Linked DNA regions of Sander lucioperca: region 2 is linked to region 1. Evidence: chromatin contacts called from public Hi-C data. All regions are on one chromosome and are shown on one strand. The core of a region is the stretch at or near the end of the contact, and the rest is flanking DNA. Distances in the headings are between cores, read along the strand shown. Region 1 holds the start of LOC116048581 (carbonic anhydrase 1). Region 2 holds the start of LOC116048575 (protein adenylyltransferase SelO-like).

Region 1 (5,978 bases), core at 1,998-4,497:
CTAGCAGCCTCACCAAAACTTGCGTATTTGGTGTTCCAGTGCACCAGATGGAGCTGGGAATAAATGAAACAAATACATAAAAAAACAAAGCCCTTCAGAAGTAATCTTTTTTTTAATGATCCATTTTCAGAACCGTGGAAATCCTATAATTTCTGATCTGGTAACTGGACCTTTCATGCAATTCATTTACTTAAATACACTTTTTTTATCTAACAGTAGATATTGAACTGAAAAGCAGATGGGATGGATGGATTTTTTAAAAAGTTTATTTTGCTATAAAAATGCTATTTGATCATCACAACACAATAAAAACAAAATGCTGTAAGACAACTTTTCTCAACATTTTGGAAACTTTTTTTAAAGAATGTAAGAAAAGTGTATTTATTTAAGGAGAACAACCACATTCATTCGCTCACAGATTGAGGTTTACTTATACAAACAGAATTAACAGAGACAACAGAGACACTTACTGTATGTCAACCTCAATCTGTTAGAAACTAAAGCTTTCTGAGTATGATGATCAGCATCATGGCTCAGAGCATCTGTACCTCAGCAGGATACTTGGTCCCGTTCACAGTATGTTCGGAGCCCTTGTCATCAGAAGCTCCCCAGTGGAAATGAAACTGCTTGAGCCTGTAGGTCCCTGAGATGGGGCCGTCTTTCAGAGCTGCAGAACAAACACAAATCTCCCATCAGTTCATCCCACACCAGTTGTGGGTAGTGCTGCAGTCAGCCATGATGACACCTTGTTATAAAAAAGATAACAGTGATTCATGGCCAAGTTTCAAACAACCTACTGGGAGATAATATTTTTCTGATCAGAACACACAAAGAACAGGTTAAAAAGCTGAATAAGATCTATACGTACACACTTGTGTCACTGTGGTAGATTTCCTATTTAATGGAAGCAGACTCAGTTCCTGTTGTGTAAGCTCCAGTCAAACTGCGGGTTACACTCAGTCCGAAATGATGTCCAGGTATTGTTAACATCAAACCGTCTTCCAGTGTTACATAATGTATCTATTTGCAGAATACAAAGTAGCTCAATCTGTAGCGGATGACTGTATTTCTGGTGCAATGTTACGAAAAGCTGAGACACACACACACACACACACACACACACACACACACACACACACACACACACACACACACACACACACACACACACACACACACACACACACACACACACACACACACACACACACACACACACACACAGGATATTTGTTTCTCAGTAGTCAGCATCAAAAGATTAAAAAGGTGCAGAACTGATCTTGAAGAATTTGAGAGATGTGTGGGAGTTAAAGGCATTACTGAAAAAATACAAAAATAAAGAGGCTGTGTGGTATTCATCTTTTCCACTGCACACACACACACACACACACACACACACACACACACACACACACACACACACACACACACACACACACACACACACACACATGATGCATGACGATGACAGCGTCAGATTGTCCTTTATTTAGAAGGGCAGGGTGGAAAACAAGTGAAATAGCAAGGAAAGATTAAGATGCTCTAACTCATCTAGCTCATTCTTAGCAGAAGGTCTTTTGTTTTTTTTTCATCTTGATAAATGTCCACCAGAAATAATCCATCATTGTGTTGGTAATGTAAGCATATTCTTTATTAGCCTATACTTTATCAGATCAGCTAAAGAACAACCAATCCAAAATCCTCCAAATCCTAAATCCTTTTTCTGGTCTCTTACTGAAATAAAATATTTTTACAATCTTATATGAATAAATGCAATTAAACAAAAGAGGAAAACAAACAAACAGTTAAGCTTCATTTTTATAGTATCTCACTTCCACGCACATTTGGCGCATTGATAGTGAACCGAGCCAGAGTTTGTTTGACTCAGAGTAGCCTAACCTTGGTTTCTTTGTTGCGCTTTTGACCTCACAAGCAGCAGAAAAGAGTTGGCGTGGGAAAGGTTTACCACGGGGTTACATTACCAATTCAATTAGTCTCTGCATGCTTTGTGCTTGGCATTTAATGAAGCCCTTGCAGCCTATTTACCAAAATGTATTTGTATTAACGAAATGCATGTAAAAAAATAAAATAAAAACAACCCAAAATAATCTAATAAAAAAAACAAAAATCAATGTTTGTCTGTTGGATCATTATTGTCAAATCCCTGTTGGCGCTACTGGAAACTGGGGCGCAATTACCCATGCATCCACATAAATATTAACATAATATGTTAAATGTTAACATGCTTGAGTTCTATAGTCTTTAAGGTGGAGACTGGGAGAGCTGCTGTTAACACACAGGAGCCATGCATTAAACCTGAATGCCGCATTTAGCAGGTTACTGCATCCTATGAATCATCACCAGGACCTTAATTGTCTTTGTTAGCAACCAAACCAAAACAATAGCCCAGGTACAATACTCTTTCAGCTCCTCTTATTATATCTACAAATATTGGAATAATAATTTAAAAAATAAGAAGATATTGTGTTTTCTCCAGGTTAAGACGATATATTACAATGCACATAATCGGATTCTGGAGCGTTGATACCAAGCCGTGCAGGCTCTCCACTGAGCGCCTGTGTTCATCAAATATTAATGTCACACTAACTTGAGCTGTCGGTGTCATCTGCGAAGGTCACTTGGAAGGAATGTCCGTTGTTGAGGATTTCGAGGCAGGTGGACGGGTCGTACTTCAGGCTGAGCGGCTTCAGCCCCTTGTCGTATGATGATGCACCAGAGACGATGTCAATGGGAGACTGGCGGGGTCCATTGGCAATAGGGAAGTTATCAGCCCATTTGTCGGGTCCTAAAAACAGTATGATAATAAATTGTGATCATAGGAATATTAGTTGAGGCTTTTAATGAAACAAATTGCGCATTTGGGGATGTGCTTCATACGCGCGTCAGAAAAGCCCCCCCCCCCCCCCCAAATGTACAGAATTAAAAATGTCTGTGCATTCTCTGTCCTTCCATTCATTCACTGCCTGACGGAATGACTGGTTTTAACATACCCTCTCATTAATGTCACCTCTGCATTATAGCGTGTACTTGCAATGAGCGCCTCACCGTTGTTCTTTGCGTATCCCCAAGACATGGTAACAGTTTTGGATCTATCAGTATGTAGAGCTGTAATTCCCTAAAGCGAGTCGTCCGTCAGCCCAAAGGAGCCAGTGTCCTCCACCTGACAGCTGCAGACCTTATATAGGGTCCCCTGTGAGCGGTGTGTGTGTCGGACATGATGTCCGCAATGACCGGGAGGAGTTTGGATGCGCCGCAACGTTGCAACACTTTGGATCAATCATCTCTCTCCCTCTCTCTCTCTCTCCCTCTCTCTCTCTCTCTCCCTCTCTCTCCCTCTCTCTCTCTCTCTCTCTCTCTCTCTCTCTCTCTCTCTCTCCCTCTCTCTCTCCCTCTCTCTCTCTCTCTCTCTCTCTCTAACACTTAGGATCAATCATCTCTTTCTCTCTCTCTCTCTCTCTCTCTCCCTCTCCCTCTCTCTCTCTCTCTCTCTCTCTCTCTCTCTCTCTCTCTCTCTCTCTCTCTCTCTCTCTCTCTCTCTCTCTCTCTCGACAGACGAGCAAGATAATATTCCTCGAAAAAAGTTCCCACATTCTCACCTTTCATTCAACAGGTTTAACTTGTCATATCAGTGAATTACGCGAATGTATGCAGGCTAAGTGCCACCTTCAAACTACAGCTGTGTGACATTATAGAAAGAATTGCTTTGGGAATATATAATAATACTAACACGCTAAAACGGAAAACTCCAAGGTTGCCTACTTGTTGTATCACGACTAAATACGAGTAAAACAAACAGACTATACATTTGATGACAATGTAATAATCAATACAGTGTAACACCAATTGTAACAATAGTTGTTAATGTTGGCTTTAACACTGTAGCTTATTTTGATCCAAAAAATACTGCACGGAATCATACGTTATGTTATTTGCAGAAAAAAGAAGTACTTGTTATCTCCTATAGGCAATTAAAACACACTTTTAATCAAAAACACAATTAGTGTCTTTGGACTGATGACTCCGTGTTTACTAATAAAGAATTGACCAACACATTATAATCACATATTAGTAACATACCGGTAGGCCTATGCCTATGTGATTGGCATGACAAGTATTCCATTCATCCTTCTATTGATGATCATCACCCTTGTGGCCAAAACAGCTCAGTGTTCAATGATAGCTCAGCCGATCAGAAAATCAAACATGCGGAGATGAACACAGCTGTGATGGTATTATGATGCCACCTGCTGTCGGTCAATGGGACTACAAGGCTTTTGGTGCGTTTTTTTTTTTTTATTCTCTCCATGCAGGTTTGAGGCATAATAAACATAACCAACAGAAACTAAATTAATATGAATTAATCTTAATCCAATTAAAGTAATATTGCAATACAGTAATTCAAATGTCATGCTGTAATTTCTCCAAAGATAACTTTTAATAATGTCAACTCATAGACCTACTGTACCATGAATTTCAGTATGGCGATAGTGTAATTTGGCGCAAAACGGGGTGCCAAAATTAATTTGATAATGTTAGAAAATCATTATTTGCAACAGATTTAAACTACTGTGCTTTCGTTTTGAAGGCTCCACGTCCAAAAACAAAAAGTTTTCTAAGTGTTTTCTGCTTTTATTCACTGGAAATCAAATATTCAGGGTAATATTTTGGGGGTTTATGACGATAAATTGAACATAAAAGATGTATTTTCTTTTTCTTTTTCTTTTTTTTTTAAATAAAAGTTAAGACTGGAATGAAGTAAGTAGTTTTCTCAATGAAGTTGTCCTTCAAAATGATGGTGTTTTATGTTAGATAGAGTAAAGACACAACAGGTAAGGTGAAATATGTATCGGCTTTAATACAATAGTAGCTGTGTCACTACACACACACCCACCCACAGGTGAGCTGTGTTTAGTCTGTGCAGTCTGTAGATGTGTTCAAGTTGTAGTTGAATCCAGTCTGGACCCTGATTGGCTGGAGGCCTGGATCTGTGCCTTCATACAAACTCTCCCGACTATCATCTCCATCTATACAGATGCCCTGCTTCTCAATGGTGTAGTTCAGCACAGCAAACGGGGCCACGGGTGACTTAGCTATCAGTATCTGTCTCTGGTGTGCGTCCACATACTGGACAATAAGACGTGTGTTGACACTGTGACTCCAGGTGTTACCCAGAGCCGCTGTCACAAACCCAGAATCCACCTCAGATCCCACATGAGTTGTGATCTGGTTGGTGAGTACCACAGGTATGTTGAACTGGTGGGCCAGGTATTTCAGGGTGGAGGCCTCGTGACCCAGCAGGTTGCTGCGGTGCATCAGGTTGCCAGGCAGCGTTGTGTCAAACTCCTTTCTCACCACTGAGGCTACAGAGTCCAGGATGATGAGACCCGCTCCGGTTGAAATGATGTCCTCTTCTAATCTATCCAGCCTGTTGAGGACATCTTGACAGGTGAGCTCCCTGAAGAGGTGCACCCGCCCGGCCATCTGAAGGACTCTCTCCTTACCGCTGAAGTAGTCTGGGAACCGACTCTGAGCGATCTCTACCAGCCTCTCGGCAGAGAAAGCTGACTCTGTGTCGATGTAGATCACACTGCTCTCCAGGCCGCCCTCACTCTTTGGCAGAGTGGCCAAAACACTCAGCATCAAACACATCTGAGTCTTCCCACAACCAGAGGGCCCTGTGACCTCTGTGATGGTCCCACGGGGCAGGCCTCCTCTCAGAAGTTTATCCAGAGCAGGCAACGACGTGGAGAAACAGGACTGTTGCTTCCACAGCTCCAGAGCCGTCGTGACTGGCGGTGCAACGGCTTTGCTCACTGACTGCAGCAGCACTGAGGCCTTCTGGTAGCTCAGCCCTGCAACATGCATAACTTCAACAGCAGACAGAGACAATAGGTCCTTGCAACTTTCTATTTGATGTCGTTTGAGTTGCTCACACATGTCATGTGATACGCCGGTTC
Region 2 (5,978 bases), core at 2,067-4,566, 160 kb before region 1:
CATCACCTGTCCCTCTCACCTGGCAGCCCTACTGGTTGGAACACCAAGGAAATGCATGGCTTCACTGCACAGGAACTCCCTTACAGAAGAACGGATCACGGCTCGACCATCTCCTGACCTGCATTAAAATGTTCATTTTTTCGTATTCGTATTGAAATTTCAGATAAAGAAAGTTACCTCTTGCTGCTATTTGGTATCACAGACATACAATGTTGCCAAATGTGGCAAAGGGAAACAAGGGGGGAAGAAAAAGTAAAAGGGTATGCTGAAAAACATACCTTGAGTAAGGTGTCTTCCCAGAGCCTTTAAGTTGCAGTTCCCATACTTCGCCTTTCCTGTGGGTAATTTTTTATAAGGAATATAAATTAAATCTTAAATTGGAAATGCAACTTGAATACAAAGTACTTTGAATACACTAGGAACCTAATTATAAATAATAATAAAATATTCTCACCTGTTGGTATACTGACCAAGGGAATGTGCACGACCATCGCCCAGCTGACCTGCCCAGTAGCCAAACTGATGGAGATATTTACAGTAAATTTTAATGTCACCAACTGTTCTAGTCCACTGGTATTATTATCTTAAAGTGCTCATATTATGCTCATTTTCAGGTTCATAATTGTATTTAGAGGTTATATCAGAATAGGTTTATGTGGTTTAATATTCAGAAAACACCATATATTTGTTGTACTGCACATTGCTGCAGCTCCTCTTTTCACCCTGTGTGTTGAGCTCTCTGTTTTAGTGAGGCATCTCACTTCTGTTCCATCTTTGTTGAGTCGCACATGCGCAGTAAGTACTGCTAGCTAGTCAGCTGCAGAGCACTGACTAGCTGCACGCTAGTTGCACGCTAGTTGCACGCTAGCAGCTAGGTGAGCATTATAACGTGTGTTACAAAGTCAAAGTCAGAGTGACGCACGTTCGTCATGGAAGTAAAGGCTGGACTACAACAGAGCTGTTTGGAGCAGTTTGTGAACAGTGTTTTCTGTTGGAGATGGTAAGTCCCGTTGGGGTGGACTGCCTAACTGAATCTGTAGTGGACTAAAAATGTACACAGACTTCCAAGTTTCCTTGACTTTGCTAATATACTTTCTTTGGCTTAATTTTGCCCTCAGTTAATGAATTATCTGTTGAGGTTATACTGTATACGTATGTTACTGGTCAAAAATGCTATTTGGGGTGCCTGGGTAGCTCACCTGGTAGAGCAGGCGCCCATATATTGAGGTTTACTCCTCGACTCAGTGGCCTCAGGTTCCACCCTGGGGCCCTTTGCTGCATGTCTTCAGCTGTCCTATATAAATAAAGGCCTAAAATGCCCAACAATTCATCTATAAAAAAATGCTATTTGATTAAGGAACCTGTATAAAAATCCAGATATCTGTAGGGATAAGTTATCACGTTACTCAGCTCAGCCCATGTGTCCACGGCCGATGTGATTTTATAAAAGAAACACCGTTTTTTATTACAAAGAAAAGTCTATCTTGATTTTATTTGGAAAAAAAATCTGTTTTTGAAACTTGATATGTTGTAATTTGTGTTTGTATTTTTAAGTTTATATGTGCACGCCATTAGCAAATGAATCATTACCTGATGACCTCCATATCTGTGGGCAAGTGGTACAGATCCTAATGGCAGTCTTCCTCCGCTGGCATAATGCAGGAAATCATCTGACTGGGTTACAGCCATATCCAAGTCTAAAATCCCTTCAATGACGTCCTGTTGAGACAAATTTAGATATAGTTGAATACTTCACATTTTACTGTGAAAACTGTTCTGCGGTGCTGCCAATGATATTGTACCATCACCTTAGAAATCGCTGCTAGTCTTAACGGGTCTTTCAGTGGGGTTGGATTGGATTTGGAGAATATGCAGTGCTTTACAGAGCGAGCAAAGTTGCCATCAACCTCATCGATCGGGAATGCTTCTGCAGAGGACCGAAAGGATTAAATTGCGACATTATTACTGTTATAACACTCTTTTTACTGACCTCAAAGACACACAAATCACATTTTACCTATTAGCTTCTTGCAGGACACTCTGAACTGGTCCAGGTCCTGTATAAGGTTTGAAACACTCATGTTCCACCTGGATTTGACAGTGTGTTGGGAAAGCTTGCTCTTTGATCCCTTATTGTCATGGATCTCACTATTGCAGTCATGGCGAGTACTTTGGCAGAACTCCAGAACACGTACATATGTGAAGCTGGATGCTACTACCAGAGCAAAAACTAACACTTTGCAGGGGCTCCACATGTCACAGACACAGCAACCTGGCTGTAAGCACTGATGTGGTTGTAGATTTGAAAATGGGTAGTATCATTTCCAGCTGGTGCACACATTGGGGGAAGAAGTACCTGAATCCTGTACTTCACTAAAACTACTAGTACAGTAATATCGCAGTAATAATAATTAATCTATACAACTGCATCATATTGTTTTGATCGTATGTGTTGTATGTAAATTCTGAACCTGCAAAGAAACAAGTAGCCTAACTGAATCTGTAGTGGACTAAAAAGTCCAGCCTTTTCACTCTGACATGTAGCTAGTGGAGTTTAAGGTGGCATTACCACGCAAAGTACAAGCACCTCAAATTGTATAACTTAATGTTATCTTAAATTATGATAATGTGATCTTATATTCAGGAATATGACTAACTACAATGACTAAAACTCAACCTAGAATTATTATTTTTTTAATAGCCGTGTGTAAATAAAAAGCTAGGTTAATTCGGCATTACATCCAAGACAATATATTATTAAGTTTCGAAAACACCACCAATATTTACTACTACTAGCTACGTTAGAGCTATCTAACGTTAGCTGTTAGCAACCTAGCTACTACCCCCAAATAGTACACAAGACACATTTCCCCGGAGACATAAGAAGACAATTTCCTATCTTCAGTTTAAACAGACAACAATCTGTGTTTACATGTACCGCTGCATCCCTGATAATAATGCCATTTTCGAGGAATTAATTAATGTTTATATCAACTCTACCATATATGGCTAACGTTAACGTCAACACCATGCGTAACAACTGTAACTGACTTCCGGTTCCGCTGAAATATATATCCTGTGCCGAAGCCCCACCGCTTGAGAACATGGCGTGCCCGTGGTTGAGGCAGTGCAGAAGGTGGAGTGCAAACTGTACGAGCACGAGTTTGTTTGAAACCTTGTGGCATTGTAATGGCAGGGCTGCGTTCTCTACATCCTCTTTGGGGCAGAGATCCTGGAGCTCCGTACCGGGGAATGAGGTGAGTTGGTGGCTGACTGTTAGCGGTACACCGAACTACATTATATTTCCTAGGATGGCACACCCTAATCTCTCTCTGATTGGCTATTACTCGTTGTCTTCGTTGGTTGGGTTGGTCAGGTTTAGGCAAGAGGAGTGGGATTGGTTAGGCTAAGGGTAAGAATGTCAGGGTAAGCCAATCAGAGCCAGAGTAGGACGGGCTATGCTTTCGCCATCCTGGGAAAAAAAATAAACGTGTGCTGTCAAACCCGGGAAGGTCACTGGCAAGCTGTCAGCCATCCACGCTGAATGGTAGTAATTTTCAGCTATACAACTATCTGTATGTTTTCCTGGTAATGTAACTGCCTTTTGTCTTTCGCGAGAGTGTTTTGTTAGTATTTCGTAGATTAATGTTGACCCATCGACTTGTTGCAGGGGTTGTTGGCTCATTCAGAAATCACTCAGCACAAATAAAGGTCAAGACCTGCCCCTGATATTACAGATTAATTACTCCGAGCACTTTCCTTTACTTGGCTAGCTGTCTGCCTTGAGTCTAACAAATGTTTTGTCAAGTTCCTGTCCATTTAGATTTGATCTTTCATTCATTCATTTGTCATTGATAAACGTTTGTTACTCCCATTTGTTTACAATCTATAGAACACTTGACTTGTCATTGTATTGTTGGTCATTCTTGCTTTTTATATACACACCTATTTTTCATTACTTGTTTGTTTGTACATTAGGTTTGTGTTTATGTTTAGCTCTTTGTTCAGCTTGTTGGTGCTTGTTTTTTGGTTTGTCTATTTCCATCTTCATGTTAGTTAGGACTTGGAACTGTATGTAGGTACATTGAGAATTTCAAAAACCAGAGTTCTTGTATGTGTAGGCCTACTCACATACTTTGCTAATAGAGCTGATTGTAATTACCATAATAAAACGGTTATTAAATGCTGAAAAGAGTCAAAACTACTACACCCCCCCCCCCTCCCTATTCAGTTTACCTATTCATACTGTATAAGAACATCTCGGACCGTTGAAACATTCAAGTCCTTGCTTAAGACCCGCTACTATTCGTTGGCTTTCAATTCAAGTTGAGCTTTGACACCAATTGTCTGTTGGTTATTTTGTAAATAAATAAAAAGATAATGTACACAAACAACTTTTTTTGAGCTTGTTAAGCACTTTGGTCAACTATGGTTGTTTTTAAACGTGCTATATAAATGAAATTGAACTGAACTGAACTTTGTTATTACAGGGGCCACCACCAGCACTACCAACACAGATACACGCCAAAACTAACTTTACCACATCTCTCACCAGGTGAGTTTTCTTAACCAAAGGCTTTGCACTGTACAAACTATTTATAATAATGGTCACCTTACACCACCACACAGTTTTAGCATGCTATACTTTAGCAATTTGGTTAAACATCAAGCAACACAAGATTTACATTATCACATGAAACTTTTTTTTTTTGTTGCTGTGAACTCTAGGAAGAGTAGTGGTTGCCCCGGTAACAGCTAATGGCTATCCAAATAAATTACCGATACATATGAGCCAATATTATTCCTTATTACTTTTCGAAGGGTGTTGTATCCTGTACATATTGTAAATAAAATTAGGCTTTGTAAATAGAATCAAAACAAACAGTATGTTGTAGCACAGTGATCAAGATATAGGCCATTTTCAATAAAATATTCCTCCTTGTGATTACTTTGTGCTTTTCTGTATTTCACTGTTAGTGTATATTGTTTGTCTTTCTCTCCAGACACAAGTCACAGTTGCTGAATCCCACACTACAGCCTCGCTGTTGCAGAAAGACTGTACACAGTGACGCAAAGCTGAAGGACCCCTTCACATTAGCCCAGAAAGATTTAACTAATTTATATGATGACATCAGAAAGGTACATTTTCAATACAGAGAGTGTACTTGCTATGTGTCTCTACATATAACCTAATGGGAATTTTCAGCGAACATTAGGGTAGTTAGTATATAGAGACAGTAGGATTTGAGGCTTGGATTTGACCTGGCAGCTGCATTGACACTTCAATAACAGACAACGAGTGAGCCACCCAATCAGAATCAGAAAAAGGTTTATAGCCAAGAAAGTACTTACAAGGAATTTGCCTTGGTGGTTGGTGCATACATAAACTAACAAACACATTGCACATACATATGAAACAAATATATACAAAGTAGCTGTTTAACATAAGAAAAAATTGGCTGAATGTATTGAGTGCAGAACGTGCAAAAAATATACCGTATGTGCAATGGGCAGATGTATTAGTCCAGGATGTAGGTTAATGCAAAGTGTAGTGGGTGGTGGGGTGGGTTAAGAGTCATCTCTTAAGTGTTGTCATCTCAAAAAGGTTTTGGTTATAAATGAACAGAAGACATTTTACAGTCATGTTGTGTTTGGCAGACGTTTATCTTGGACTGTAGTTGATTGTGATGGAAATAAAAGACATGGATTTGTATTACTCTGCCTCACAGGAGCTATTTGTATCCAAAGAAGAGCTGAAGTCTCTATGTGACTACTACTTTGATGGAAAGGGCAAGGCCATCCGACCATTGATAGTTGTCCTGATGGCCCGGGCACTCAACATCCACAGCAACAGATCCGGGTAAAATTGGATCACCCCAGACTTAGAAATTTCAACTACATTTTTTTTACCATTTACTGCTACTGCTAACCCAAAGTGACCTATGATACATTGCAGAGGGGAGGTGCACCACACCCTG

What was found. Hi-C and Micro-C count contacts between places; a contact is called where the count stands out from the background.
Region 2: a contact with region 1 is called in a Hi-C map of liver, with 3 times the contacts expected there. The contact joins the promoter of LOC116048575 here to the promoter of LOC116048581 in region 1. A contact is called at or near these places in 2 of 2 Hi-C or Micro-C datasets (liver and muscle).

The regions. Positions count from the first base shown.
Region 1 is chr23:7,414,129-7,420,106 of SLUC_FBN_1.2, reverse strand. It overlaps LOC116048581 (carbonic anhydrase 1), which reads right to left and starts at 3,247. Exons shown (of 7, transcript XM_031297748.2): 1 at 3,067-3,247; 2 at 2,609-2,806; 3 at 549-667; 4 at 1-53. The coding sequence starts at 3,094. It overlaps rbis (ribosomal biogenesis factor), which reads left to right and starts at 5,728. Exons shown (of 4, transcript XM_035998082.1): 1 at 5,728-5,913. It overlaps rad51b (DNA repair protein RAD51 homolog 2), which reads right to left. Exons shown (of 1, transcript XM_031297746.2): 1 at 4,779-5,978. The coding sequence ends at 4,930.
Region 2 is chr23:7,575,272-7,581,249 of SLUC_FBN_1.2, reverse strand. It overlaps LOC116048575 (protein adenylyltransferase SelO-like), which reads right to left and starts at 3,316. Exons shown (of 19, transcript XM_035998079.1): 1 at 3,094-3,316; 2 at 1,809-1,927; 3 at 1,591-1,719; 4 at 455-519; 5 at 279-335; 6 at 20-118. The coding sequence starts at 3,106. It overlaps pdss1 (decaprenyl-diphosphate synthase subunit 1), which reads left to right and starts at 3,049. Exons shown (of 11, transcript XM_031297743.2): 1 at 3,049-3,257; 2 at 4,491-4,555; 3 at 5,004-5,139; 4 at 5,730-5,860. The coding sequence starts at 3,105.